Regions from separate parts of the Macaca mulatta genome. Here region 1 is linked to region 2. A link is a contact called in public Hi-C data. All regions are on one chromosome and are shown on one strand. The core of a region is the stretch at or near the end of the contact, and the rest is flanking DNA. Distances in the headings are between cores, read along the strand shown. Region 1 holds the start of TSR2 (TSR2 ribosome maturation factor). Region 2 holds the start of WNK3 (WNK lysine deficient protein kinase 3).

Region 1 (2,700 bases), core at 123-2,622, 79 kb before region 2:
GGGGCTTCCCATACCCCAGCTTCATTCTCTACCACTCCTCCACCCACCCCCATGCACACACACCCATACTCCAATACTGAGCTCCCTGCTACTTTCCAAATATAACACATTATACCCTCATGCCACAGAACTTGAGTATTGCTGTCTCTCTGCTTCCCCCACCTAGTTAACTCCTTCTCATTAAGATCCAGCCCAATTCACCACCTCCACTGAGAACCTGTCTCCCCAGCCTGTTACCCCATGCACACTGAGCTCCTCTTTATCAGAAAATCTATCAATGTTGTAACTATTTACGTGTGTGGATCCTCACTGGATAGTATACTTTCTTGAGAGAGATGACTGTGCCTAATGTCATCTCCAAAGCTAGAAATTGAATGAAGGCTTTTTTTAAAACCATACTATGCAACAGGCCCTCTACTGGGCCTCTTGTTCTTGTATATCCCTCAAGACAAGCCTACAGTGAAGATCTTTGCTGTCCAAACAGCCACAGGTGGTTACTGAGGGCTTGAAATATGGCTAGGCCAAATCGAAATGTGCTAAAACTGTAAAATACCAGATTTTGAAAACAATACTAAAAAATGTAAAATATCTCAATGTTTTATACCGATTACATGTTGAAATATTTCGTATACAATATTGGTTTCATCTGCTTTTTGCTTTATTAAAGTGGCTACTAAAAAATTTAAATTACATGTGACTAGCATAATATTTCTACTGTACAGCGCTGTGGTGGATACTTTTATACGCATTTTAGGAACAAGGAAACGGAGTCTCAGGGAGGTAAATTGCCTTGTCCAGAGTAATCCCACGAGTCAGTGGCACAGCCCGTAAAGCACTGGAATCCAGGATTCTGACTCCAAAAACTGAATTCATTCCACCTCGCCTTTAGGTACCAATCCACAACTGCTCGAGAGGAAATGCAGGCTCTGCGGGATGGGGCTCCTCTCCACACCCCCACACAGGCGGGTCGCAGCGCCTCACATTCACTCACCATTGCGCATGAAGTAATCCTCCACTGCACCCCCCAGCCACTTGGCCTTCTCCTGGCTGTGCACACCCCCGAAGCCATTCTCCACAGCGATCTGTAAACACAGGTCCAAGCCCATCACGTCAACTTGGGAGCAGACTTGGAGTTGCCTGGAGGCCGCTTACGCCGCCCAGCCAACTCCTCTTACGCCGCCTAGCCAAGCCTCAGGCACCTAGCCCAACCAACTCCTGTTCTGCCCCTGGCCCTAACCTTGACCTTGCCCTGGCCCCAACCTTGACCTTGCCCTGGTCCCACTGACCTGCAAGGCCGGCCAGGCCTCCAGGGCCGCGCAGACCCCAGCCCGGAAAAGAGCTCGCGCATCTTCTGCAGCGCCCGCCATTATCCGGCCCCGGTCCACGTGACGTCCCGGCGGCCCAATCCCTCCGTAGCTCGGCCCAGGCAGAATGAGACGCAAGCCGAGCCTGAGAACACAGGATTCTCTTTTCCGCAGACCTGGCAGCAAGACTAGAGCAAAAGAAAAATCTGTCAGAGCGATCAATGACACCACCAGAGTCACTCACTTCAATCAAAGGACACCAGACCTGAAGGACGTGTGGGGCCATGGTTTCCGGATCCGTGGGTACTGCGGAGGAAATATGTGGGGAACTTATTACAGATACAGATTCTAGGCCCTGGGGCAGAGGACTCAGTGAGTATAGCCTTAAAACTCTGCATTTAAAAAAAGCATCTTAACATCTGCATAGAATACTGCGACAAACAACAGTAAAATACAATGAGCTCTCCCTATGGGGGGCGGTCCACATCCGTGAATTCAACCAACCTCAGATGGAAAATATTCAGGAAAAAAAATGCATCTGCACTGAACATGTACATACTTTTTTCTTGATATTATTCCCCTAAACAATACAGTATAACAACTATATACATAGCATTTACACTTTATTAGGCATTATAAGTAACCTGGAAATTATTTATTTATTTATTTATTTTTATTTATTTATTTATTTTTGAGACTGAGTGTCACTCCGTGGCCCAGGCTGGAGTGCAGTGGCGCCATCTCGGCTGACTGCAACCTCCACCTCCCGGTTTCAAGCAATTCTCGTGCCTCAGCCTCCGGAGTATCTGAGATTACAGGTGCCCACCACCACTCCCGGCTAATTTTTGTGTTTTTAGTAGAGACAGGTTTCGCCATGTTGCCCAGGCTGGTCTCGAACTCCTGGGCTTAATCCACTTGCCTAGGCCTCCCAAATTGCTGGGATTATTTATAGACGTGAGTCACACCTGGAAATAATTTAAAGCACACAGTAGGATATTCATAGGTTATACGCAAATACTATGTCATTTTATATCAGAGACTTGAGCATCCATGAATTTTGGTGTTCTCCGGAGGTCGTGGAACCAGTCTCCCACAGATACCCAGGGATAACTGTACGTTTTTCTGAAGTGCACAAGAACATTCTCCAGAACAGATCATACACTAGGCCATACAGTAGGCCTCAATAGATTTAACAGGATTGAACATACAAAGTATGTTGTCTGACCACAATGGAAAGAAGTTAAAAATCAGTAAAAATAAACTTACAAAATTCACAAACATGTGGAAATTAACACACTGCTAAGCAACAAATGGGTCAAAGAAAAAAAATCACAAAGAAAATTAGAAAACACTTTTAAATGAATGAAAACAAAATGCATGAGATGCAGCTAAAGCA
Region 2 (2,700 bases), core at 130-2,629:
GCTCTTTCAAATCGGCCAGGAAGAAAGATCTCCACCGGTCTAGTGGCTGGACTCCATAGCCCTATTGTTTCCTCAGCGTCTCCCTTCATTGTCAAAATGGAAAGATGGGAGTTTAAATGTATTAAGGGCATGGTCCGGTTTCCTTACATGTTCTGGCAATATTGAAATTAGTAAGGAAGGGGCAGAGGCAAGAGACAGGGCTACAAGGCCTCCCACCATTATACTCAACACCGCCCCCCCCCCTTACAAAGTCAAACCATTACACTTTATTTGGACTTTGGAAACCTGAGTTAAATTTATTGATTGTGCTGTTTTAAAGAGCTGAAAAAGACTGAGATTTCTGAGGCCTACGGCAAGAAAAGAAAAATAGGTAGTGGAGAGGGGATAACTCAGTGATAGGGCCGAGGCTGGAGGGCTGAAAGCATTAGTCTGATATTTCCCACACAGCCTCCCAGCTTGAGGGGCATTCAAAAAGAATGCCCTGCCCTTTAGCTGCGCCACCAGATGACTCCCGGGAGATTGAAAAATGTCTCGGCTCTGGAAAGAGCACACCTAGGTTCAAGTTCTAACTCCACAAATAGTATTAACTTGAGCAATTCATGTCCATTTCCCCTCCTGAGCCTCAGTTTCCTCCTCTGTCGGGCCGGGATTATTCATGGGAGAATGACAGAAACAATTCTATACTGCTCCTGGCATAGCACAGGAAGCAGTTTGAAGCCGCTGCGCCGAGGCTAACATGTACCGAAAGCTCGAAGGAAGCAGCATTCACTACCAGCTAGAGGATCTGTGAGTTTTTCAAGGAGGTGGCCGGTGGGAGACAGAGAGAGCCAGTCTCAGTTGGAGGCAGCCTTTCCGCATGCGCGCGGTCTAGAAGCCTGGCGGCGGCGAGGGGGCGGGACCAGGTTTCTGAAGGGGTTGCTATGGCACCGAGGGGCCGGGGAGGTTCACCGAACCCTTAAAAGCATTGCTCCCTCCCCCACCTGCCACCATCAGGGCCGAGGGCCATTGTTCCGGGCAAAATGGCGTCGGTAATCCCCCTCCCGGTCAGAGGCCTGAGTAAAACTGAGGGTGGGAGTCCGACCATAGGTGGGAAGAAAAACTACAATTCCCAGGGTACATCGCACCGGCCTGCGAGGCGCAGGGCACGTGCCCAGGCCTAGCGGTTACATGCCGTCAAAAATCAGTTTCATAGCTTCCCTTTCTCATCCCTGCTTTGGTCGTTTCCCAGCCCCCCCGCGCGCGCACTGCGGTCCTGGGGGTCGGGGGGAACATGCCGTGGCTGTTGCCCCCGCAACGTAACTGGGAGGCCAGTATTTGTAAATCTGTGCTTCGACTTCTAATCCCAAAGCCGGCAGGTATGGGTCTCGCGAGAAAGCCCGGGAGTTGGAAAAAGGGAGTTAGGGGTGGCGGGCGAAAAGGTGCCGGCGGGTATCACCTCCTAACAGCGGTGCTACCGCATTCAGAGGCTCGCGAAGACCCAAGGGTGGGCAGTGGGGGGCTAGGAAGTAGTGTGTGCTTGGACTTTTCTTCTTCTTCTCTGAGGGGAGAGGGTAGAGCAGCTGAGAGAGCGAGAGGGCTTCGGAACACACAGGAGGTGTCGCGCGTGCTTCCTCTAAGAGGTTTTCTCTTTGCAAGGGGGAGAAGCCTTTCTCCTCGACGCGCATCCCTGTCTCCCGCGGCGCCGAGGGGGCGGGAGGCGTGCGCGCGCACTCGTTGGCTGGCCACTCGGCACCTCGCCGCGATAGAGGCGGTTCCGAGTTGGGGCTGCTCCGTTGGCTTTCTCCGCCCCTCCCCCTCTGCTGTTCTCCCCTCCCTTCCCCGCCCCCCTCCGCCCCTCTCTCCTACCCGTCCGAATTCCCTGGCTGGAGTACGCGTGCGTCTGCTCAGCTCCGGGCCGAGCGCGAGCTTGGGCTCGTACCCTGCTCCCCTCTCTCCGCCCGCTCTTTACCTACCGGCCGTAGCTGGCCCGGTGGGCTTGCGGGGAGACGCTCGCGCGCGCAAGCGCACACGACGCGGAGCGGAGCTCGAGACATCGAGGAGAGGAGTAAGAAGCATCGGAGGAGGCGATCGAGGAGGAGGCGGTGTGTGTGTATGTTTCTGTTCTACGGTGTGGCTCGTCGTGGGGCGAGAGGAGGCTCGAGAGAGGGCGAGGGAGAAGCCAAAAGAGTCAGAGTCTCCTCCTCTGCGAGAGCCTCTAATCTGGTGAGGGTCCCGGGCCGGCCGGGGCGCTAGGAGAGAGGGAGGAGGCCGGGGGGCGTGTCTGGGATCGGGCTGAGAGATGAATGGGCCAGGGATGAATGGAGGGAGGCAGCGGCGGCCAAGAGTCTGTTAGGAGTAAGCGCCCTAGCGGGGGGCGGCTTGACCGAGGCAGGGTGAGTGCGTTCACCAGTCGGTACCGGACGAGGTCGGGCTCGGGGCTAAGGGGCTGTCGAAACCGCTGAATAGGCGGAGAGGAAAATGAAAAGGGGGAAAGTGGGGAAGGGCAGGTTTGAGGCTGAGGTGCGGTTTTTGTTTTGTTTTGTTTTTTGTTTTTGATTTTTTTTTTTTTGGTGGTTGTTGAGGGGTGACAACTTTGGGAGCTGATGGAAGACCAGGGGACGGGGAAGGTGAGGAGGATACAGGAGGGGGACCAGGATACGGTTGACAAAGGACTGAGTGATCACTTAAGTGAGATTGAAGCTACTGAAAGGGAAGATCGCT

The links. Hi-C and Micro-C count contacts between places; a contact is called where the count stands out from the background.
Region 1: a Hi-C map of liver shows a contact between it and region 2, with 5 times the contacts expected there. The contact joins the promoter of TSR2 here to the promoter of WNK3 in region 2. A contact is called at or near these places in 2 of 14 Hi-C or Micro-C datasets (fetal cortex germinal zone and liver).

What each region holds. Positions count from the first base shown.
Region 1 is chrX:54,273,153-54,275,852 of T2T-MMU8v2.0, reverse strand. TSR2 (TSR2 ribosome maturation factor) reads right to left here and starts at 1,372. Exons shown (of 5, transcript NM_001193626.1): 1 at 1,287-1,372; 2 at 992-1,082. The coding sequence starts at 1,367.
Region 2 is chrX:54,194,149-54,196,848 of T2T-MMU8v2.0, reverse strand. WNK3 (WNK lysine deficient protein kinase 3) reads left to right here and starts at 1,379. Exons shown (of 24, transcript XM_077989069.1): 1 at 1,379-2,202.